Linked DNA regions of Mus musculus: region 1 is linked to region 2. A link is a contact called in public HiChIP or PLAC-seq data. All regions are on one chromosome and are shown on one strand. Each heading gives the region's core, a stretch centred on a gene start, on an enhancer-like site or on the middle of the called end of the contact. The rest is flanking DNA. Distances are from core to core; before and after follow the strand shown.

Region 1 (4,444 bases), core at 1,040-3,539, 69 kb before region 2:
CTCTGAGTTTGAGGCCAGCCTGGTCTATAGGGTGAGTTCTTAGACAGCCAGGGCTTTACAGAGAAGCCCAGTCTTGGGGGGGAAAATTACCCAGTCTGTGAGGATTCTGTTAGAGCAGCACAAAATGGACCAATAGACTCTAGCCTTTACTTTTTGCTTATTGTTTTTGGGACAAAGTCTCATTTCATAGCGCTGCTGTCCTGGAATTCACTATGCAGACCACGCTGGCCTTGCGTTCACAGAGACCTACCTGCCTCTGCCTCCTAGTCGATGTTTCAAACCAGATTGGAACTGGAAGTCCTTTTACCTCTACCTCCAAAATGCTGGGTGTGCAGGCATGTACCACCATGGCTGACTCGAAAGCTATTTCTCAAGAGAACACAACTGACATCGCTGTCACCTCTTTGTACCTTTGACTGTGTCCACCTGCCTACAAAAATGCTGTCCTCACACCATTCTATCATGAAAAACCAAGCCACACCAGTCTGGGAACATGTCCCGTTCCTCATCTGTGTGACACGAGGGAGGCAGTGTGAGACCCCGGAGTGTGATCACTCATTGTGGCCTCTGTATATGAAATACAGTATGGTCTTCATTATGGAGAATGGCCCTGCGGTTCCAACAAATCTTTCATCTTTATAAAATCCCAGGTAGGGAAGCTCTCCCTCCAGTCACAGTCCTCTATGCCTAGATTCTATGAAACTGCTTGTGACTTGGACTCAGGTTTTCTTTACCTACGCTTTGAGATAGAGACTATTCTCTAAGGTCTGCCCGGGCCTTGGGTGTGATGGCCTTGGATTAATTTTTTTTTTCTCTTTGTTTCTGTTAAATATGGCCTGGCACCTTTCCTGGGACGCTGTGACAAACACTTCAGACCCATTTGTGTTGCTGGGTGTGGCTTTGCCTGCACCTCCTCCTCACAAGGTGAAAACAGGAGCTGAGTGCCACTGGAGGGAGGGATTCTGCTCCCGGAAATCCCCCATGGAGCCAATTCCGTTCCAAATCTTTCTCAACACCCAGAGGAGAAGCACAACAGCTGGTAGCTCCCCCCTGCCCCCCCCCCCATGATTCTATATTCTGGGACTGGAGGGACAGAGTGTGTGTGTGTGTGTGTGTGTGTGTGTGTGTGTGTGTGTATAAATGTATATTAACGGATCTGAGGTTGAAAGTTAAGAAGTAGATTTGGAGCCTCAGTTGGGTCCACAACTCTGGTTGCGCCTGGCCCACCCTCGTTAGATCTCTTCACTAGGCTTCTACTGGACGGTTACCATGAGAAGCAGAGACCTAGGACACTCTGAGAAGCAGAGACCTATTACTTTTCTGTCATCCTGGCCTTCCAGAGTTCTTGAGTTCCAGTCCGGTGCCCCGAGTTTCTGGGCTCCATCCGAATGAGGAGTGAGTAGAAGCCAAAAATGCTGGCGAGCTGAGTTCTCTCAGTACAAGGAGGAAACACACCACTGTGAGGAATCAAAACTGTTCAGCCACCTTCCTCACTCACAGGGTCCCTCAAGGGACCCAGAGAAGGTGGTGAGTGTAGTCAGGGTTAGGTTATTTGTTCTTAGGCAAAGTTAGGGAAAATCAAGGGGTCTCAGGGCCACCTCTCTCTCTGGTGTTCCCTAGGTCCTTAGCTTTCCTTCTCTGGCTCCACTTCTGACTCACCCCACCGCAGCCCTTGTCTTTAGAAGTACTAGAGTTTACAATGGCCTTCCAGGGAAGGTAAGAGCTGAAACTGGGAAAGGTGTAGCAGCCTTTGACCTTGTGCGACCCTGGTCTGTGACTCACTTGCTGGACTCCCTGGCTGTTCCCATTCCTGATGGAGGGATGCCAGAGCTCACATGGAAACAACACAGGCCCGAAAGGAGGGCTGAAGTGAGGTTGCAAGCTAACTCTCCCAGCACTTGATACAAAGTGATGTCTTGGTGGAGATGGTAACAGTAACCCCCAGGGAGCATCCCTACCAGATGCCATTCCACTGCAGCGTGGCAGTCATTGCAAGAGGAGGGTACTGTTTCAATTCCCATTTTACCCCACCACAGTGAGGTCCAAAAGGCAAAGTTAATACAGAGCAGAGCTGGGTTTCCAGTCCTGCAGTTTGTGCTCTGAACTAAGAAAAATGTGGGTATTTGTTGTATAACCGAGAAGGCAGAGTAAAGTCAAGTGCCTTGTCCAAGACTGCACAGCCTGGGAGAAACAGGGATGAGATAAACAGCTCCCCACCCTGACTCTAGACTTCTCCCCAGGCGTAGGGTGGGGCGGTTGAGGGGTGGAGGAGGCAGGATGTAATTGCATCTTGCATCTGCCTCGCCCTTCTCCACCTCAAATTTCTACCTTCCTCCTGAAGCTGTGAGCTCTCGTTTCAGGTGACAGGAAGCCACTGGAAAAAGAGCCAGCTCCGGAGTGATCCGGTGAAGAAATCAGAAACCTGCCAATCCAGGAATGAGTCCAACACGCCCTATGGGACTGACACCTGGCTGCCCAGGTAAAGTGTCCAGATGCCCTAGGCCAAGAGAGGTGAACACTGGAGGAAGTTTCCAGAAAGTCCAATGTGAAGAAGTAGAAACAAAAAAACCCAAAGACTACGCTGTGATTTAAAAGACAGGCTGCAATCAGTGTCTCTTAGTTGGGAAGAGCCACTCAGAGAATAATGAGTAACCTTTTGTTGTATCAGAGAGCTGACACTGACTGGGCACTTACTGTGTATCAAGACCAGTGCTACAAGTTTACCTCAGGGCTAGAGGTGAGGAAAATACATCAAAGTTTAGTTGATCCAATAAGAGAAAGATTCTGGTAGTTTCCTTACTCCACACCCACTTTTTTTGTATTCCTTAATTCTTGATGACAGGGCATTTCAAAGACAATTTAAGAAAATATTGATGGGACTGGTGATATACCTTGGCTGTAGAGTGCATATCCAGCGTGCATCAGGCTCTGGTTTGATTCCCCATCACTGTGTAACCAACTATGGCAGTACATGGCTGTAACTCCAACACTCGAGAGGTAGAAGTGGGAGGATCTGAAATTTAAGATCATCCTTCCACACATCCAGAGATGGAGGCTAGCCTGGGCAACATGAGACCTAACTCAAGAGAAAGAAGGAAAGGAAGGAAGAAAGGAAGGAAGGAAGGAAGGAAGGAAGGAAGGAAAAAATAAAAATAAAACATTGCAATAAATTCCCGTGAATTTAATCTACTAGTTTCAATCATTATCATCACAAGTCAGTCTTGTCTACTCTTCCTTCTATTGGACTATTTTGAAGTAAAGTATTATTGTGCATTATAAAATCCCATTATATACACAATAATATATATCCCAGAAAGGACTATGGTAACAGCAATATAGTGTGTGATGGTTAATCTTGGTTGTCAATTTGACCACATCTGTAACCAACTAAAATCCAACCAAGGTGGTAAACCTGTGAGAGATTTCTTGAATGGATCATTTGAGGTGGGAAGACTCTCTAAATCTGGGTCACTTGAGTCAGAAGACTCACCCCAAATCTGATCAACACCTTTTGATAGCAGCCCACATAAAAGGGCATGGATGAAGGAAGCGTTTGCTTTTTGGCATGTTTGCCCTCACCCTCAAGTTCATCTGTCCTGTTCCTGAGCCATTTCTTCACTGATGTTAGAACTACATCTTCAAGATCCCAATGTGGACAGAAGACCGGAAGCTCTCTAGTGCCTTCCAGGGACTCCAGCACCATACTGAGGCTACTGAGACACGCAGTCTCATGAACCAAACAAATACCAGATCCTTGGCCTTTCCATCAAGAGCCATCCATTGTTGGACTACTCAGACCACATCCTGATAGCCACTCTGACAATCATACATTCATCCTATCAGTTTTGTAACTCTAGAGAACCCTGACATATACACAGAGTTACCCCTAAAGAAAATGGAATGACTTTCAATAGCAATTGAGGAGCCAACCTCTTTTAAGGTATCTGGTTGGCTCCATCATGTATTTTTACAGTTGGTTTATACAAACTGGAATAGAAATCGTTTAAACATCACATTTGGCCAAGCCTCTTAAACCCCTAATCCACATTCAGGTCCCATTTCCATGCCATTTATTTGTTGAATGAAGAAAGTGAACCCTTTGCCCTGCACTAGTTCTCACGGTTTAGATTTGTTGATCGTGCACCTGTGATGGCATCTACCATGTTCTTCTGACCCCAGGATTTCCTGTAGAGGTGTTGCTAAGATCTAGTGGTTGGACTGAGTTGACATTTCATTGTTTGGGGAAGATGTTTCAGTGAGCATGGCAACCCAGTGCATAAACACTCTTGTTTCCTGAACGTGGAACCTCAAACCCAGAAAACAACACCGATGAATGGATGAAGGCTGGAACTTGAGTCTTCTGCTCCATTGCTGGTCTTGAGCCTAGATTCTAGAACCTTCTCAGGTTGGAAGAATGACGTAGTTGCCTAGTCTTTACCTTCAA
Region 2 (4,027 bases), core at 447-2,946:
CCCTGGGTTCATCCCTAGCACCACACACATATACACATACACACATAGGACCAGAATATGTTATAGAATAGTATGTTACTCATACTACCCACATGTACTCTATTTTCTATTGTTCATTATTGATTTATTTTTATCATTGTGTGTGCGGGCAGGCACACATGTATTGTGGTGCTCCTGGGGGTGGGGTCATAGGATAACTTCCAGGAATCCATTCTCTCCTGCCTTACAGAGACAGAGTCTCTCTTGGTCCTGTTTTGTTGTACATTCCAAACTAGCTGGCCCATGGGCTTCCAGGGAATCCTCCTGTTTCTGCTCACTCTCTCACTGTAGGAGTACTGGAATTACAAAGGCATGCCACCACATATGGCTTTTTGTACATGGGTTCCAAGGCTCAAACTCAGGTCATCAGTCTTATACTGCATTACCTGCTGACCCATCTTGCTAGCCCTTGTTATTGTGTTAACATACGCTGCTTCTAAGGACAAGCCTTCATGTACACAGTCTTAAGGTATAAATTAGGTCAGTGTCTCTAATCCAAGACCAATCCAGGAAGACTATATATGACCCGTAGTCTCTCATCTCCAAATTCTGTTCCAGTACCATCTGGTACATTGAGGAAGGTCAGTTGTCATCTTTCTATTTCTTCAGTCTAACAAATATAGACTGCACCCTGCCCTGCTCCTCCCATGCACCAAACATTAGGGATACCAAAGGAGCTAAGGCTTCTATTAACACACTAGTCTGCCACCTCCTGAAAAAGTAAATATCAAGGTGTCCTGGGAGGTGGCTCTGTGGCAGAGCATTTGCCAAGCATGCATAAAGTCCTGGGTTCCATCACTGATGCTGGGGGCTTAAGGGGACAACAGAGGTTGCACTGAGAGAGGTAGCCAGAGGTGGGCTAGGGAAAGAGAAAAGCCTGCAACCAGCAGGAGGAGGATAGGTAAGGGCCCCACGTGGATTCGTTCTGATGCTGGCTGCTACATCCAACTGGAGAATGAGTGAAACTCTATATCCATGTCCTTGAACGACTTACCATTCATGTTCATGGACTTGGTCCATGTCTGCAAACTCCTCCATCTCTCTGTCCACGAGATCCTTCTCTTCTACATCCATGAATTCTGTCTCATCCGTGACTGCAAACTTTATCCCGTTCATATTCACAAACTGTTATTCTATCCATGTTCACAAACCTGCATTCATGCGTGCAAACTCCACCCCCCACCCGCTGTGTTCATGGACCCTGTCCCACCCGTGTTCATGACCTCTCCCTATGCCATCCATATCTGCCATTCCTTCGCTTGGCTCCAAATCCCAAGTCTCTGAGACTTCAGTCCTACAAGTACTTCATCTACAGAATCACCCCAAAGTAAAAGCCACCAGTGGGAAACGTTCATGATAACAAGATGGCAGCCAGGTGGCAAGCCAGCAAGAGCGCTCGAAACAGCCTGAGGACACGGGGAAAGAAAGAGGTACTCAGCAACCCCACAACTGCTGTTATCCCATGCTGAAGACAACTTGTTCCTCCCTAGACCTGGCTGCAGGAGGAGGAGGAAAGTCACAGAGGCAGCAAGCACCCCAGCCTTGCTTCAGTGCCTGACAAGGCGTCTTGCCTCCGGGAAGGAGCTCCCTATAGCTGCTTAGAGAAGTCAGGGCCCTGCACACCACACCCTACACCTCCCTCTACTTCTTTGCCAGGCTGCACCTGGCCTCTGGCCTCACCTGCCCCACCCAGTTACACCCATGATTCCAACAGTGGCCAGCAAACACAAAGCTATCAGCAATAACAAAACAGAAGGAAGAAATTCAAGTCAAACCAGGTTCCGGCTGCCCTCGGCTGAGCTCCTGCAGCACTGTCTGGTGCCTCCAGCCTTCTGCGTCCCAAACCCAAGTTGAACGGCCAGATCTTATCTGACTTCTCACTGGGCTCTAAGGGTACTGTGTCCTTTCTGTGTCTGGGCCCAGCACCCCTGTCTGAATGGCACCACAGAGATCCAAGAGTGGCTGCAGCCTTCCTACGCATTGCACTGCATTCTCTCAGTCCCCTCACATAGCACTCACATAGCACCGTGCCTCGCTCTTCCAATAATTTTGGCCAGCCCAGTTTTTTTAGAAGCAGGACTTGAAACTCAGAAAGGTGCAGTCTTCCATTAGACTAACAGTGAGAAACAGAGCAGGTGACTACCTGATTAAAGTAAAGCGTTTCTTGGAGCATCTGTCTTGTATGCTGTGAATAGACCTATTTTCCAAAACAGGTTCGACTTGGAAAGATCCTTCTTTTGATTGGCACCTGTCTGGTGGACCCACACCAGGCTGGGCTGCAGCAGGATTCATGTTTGCTGTCTCCCACCTCCATCTGAAATGAAGCTCATTTACTGAGTTACTCAGAATTATCCAGACTGGCTTTGCAATCCCTTCTCCAGGGTCACACATGCTAGGCCAGGGGAAAGCGTTCCTGAAAACCAGGACAGGAGACAAGGCAGGGTACTGGACAGACATGGGGACCCGGAGACCAGCAGGCAGGCCTAGCACACTTCTAAGCATCCATGCAGATCCTAGCACTGATAGAGATGGTGGGGACAGACAGGAGCCATTTCTGGACCAAAACTCACAGAGCACTGGGTGGAGGCTGGTGGGAATTAAAGAATAAGTGTTCCATGGGAGCATCATTTGTTTCAGAACATTTCTTTTTCTAATTCTCTGGGGGAATGCAGCCTGCAACTCTTTCAACTCTAAGAAAGAAAAGCAGCCTCCAGCCACCACTGAACAAAGGCCACCATCTACTGGTTTCAGAACCACATTCCCATCAGACAAATACATCACAGGGTGTGGCCAAAACAACCTGGTTTATTGGCACCCTGACCCCAGGTCAGAAGCCGGAGATAAAATGTGACTCCAGGCTCTTGCCTTGGGGCTCTGGGAACAGCAAGCAGGGACCCACCCTGCTCACACCAACTGGCCATTCTGGTTCATCAAGATGAAATTGTTTTCCTTCGCAGCCGCACCCAGTGCTCCACCATAAGAAGAAACAGGTCAGGAGCATCCAGCAAGGTTTGACCCTTTCATGGAGGTTCCTGCCCAGAGCAATGCAGAGGTCACATCTGCAACCAGGTCTAGAGCAAAACTTTCAGGGACCCCAGGTGGTTCCCACAGACTCCAGAGTAGAAGAGAAAGGCCTCCGACCCCAAAGCACTGTCTCAAAGCACTCCTCTTTTGTACCAACTGAAGCATTGCCCATCCACACTTATTAAGACAAACTCAGCTGAAGTGCAAGGTTCCAAAAGGCTGAAGGACTTGTTGAGCATCAGGTTGATAACTATTCCTTCTTTTCCTTTTCTTTTTTTTTTAACCTCTGCTTGTATTCAGACTCGAAAGAAATCAGCCCCATTTAATTAAAGGTTGTTTTCTTAGACAAGCGTGATGTTCATTAACATATGATGAGAGCTTAAGTAAGTGCTGAAGTAATTAGACAGGGAAGAGCTATACGCCTTATTATAATCAGGATCCAGGCCCACCTGGTTCCCTCCTTCTTCTCCCACCCATCAGGCAGGAAAGCTCCAAGCCAGGTCAATTATGCGCTCATGGATCTCATGGCTAAGAACCTGAGATAAGTGGTGGGATATTGAATTTATCAAATACATAGGAAAGAAATTGGTGTTTGTGAGTTTTGGTGAATTAGACATTTTTGGATTAATATTTTTATACAACATTGATCTAGAGACAAGCCTGGAATATTTATCTTTCTTTTCCCTCCAGGAACTGTTTCTTGTGGTTATTTCATTAGCAAGTATGGGTCCAAAATCATTTGAAGTGCTGGTCAAGGGTGGGGTGGGGGTGGCCCTGCTCTGGAAAGTATATATTGAAATAACCAAACTCAAGGGACATGGCTGTAAGGCTAACCTCGGCTCTTCATGGAAAGCATTGACACCCCAGCAGAAGTGGGCAGATCTCCCAGGTCTAGACCTAACATTCAGCTGTTGTATTCTGAGAGGGCTCTTGTGCGTTTGTTGTTTTGTTTTGTTTGTTTGTT

Evidence for each region. HiChIP or PLAC-seq counts read pairs in DNA pulled down with a chosen protein or histone mark.
Region 1: a contact with region 2 is called in an H3K27ac HiChIP or PLAC-seq map of embryonic stem cells, with 9 read pairs. The contact joins two enhancer-like sites. A contact is called at or near these places in 18 of 484 Hi-C or Micro-C datasets (the C10 cell line, the N1E-115 cell line, bone marrow-derived macrophages and 8 more) and 6 of 115 datasets of contacts at active chromatin or transcription factors (embryonic fibroblasts, embryonic stem cells, intestinal villus epithelium and 1 more).

What each region holds. Positions count from the first base shown.
Region 1 is chr5:64,498,431-64,502,874 of GRCm38.p6, reverse strand. Gm52815 (a long non-coding RNA gene) reads right to left here. Exons shown (of 3, transcript XR_003955927.1): 2 at 2,892-3,076. Among named protein-coding and RNA genes, the nearest start is that of Gm52815, 4.9 kb to the right of the region's middle. Within about 2 kb of position 2,289, at least 67 of the 459 cell types and tissues checked have an H3K27ac peak or open chromatin away from gene starts, as enhancers often do. A contact at or near this core is called in colorectal tumor organoids, embryonic stem cells and intestinal villus epithelium, where this site is marked.
Region 2 is chr5:64,429,545-64,433,571 of GRCm38.p6, reverse strand. No RefSeq gene overlaps it. Among named protein-coding and RNA genes, the nearest start is that of Gm31363, 20 kb to the left of the region's middle. Within about 2 kb of position 1,696, at least 43 of the 459 cell types and tissues checked have an H3K27ac peak or open chromatin away from gene starts, as enhancers often do. A contact at or near this core is called in colorectal tumor organoids, embryonic stem cells and intestinal villus epithelium, where this site is marked.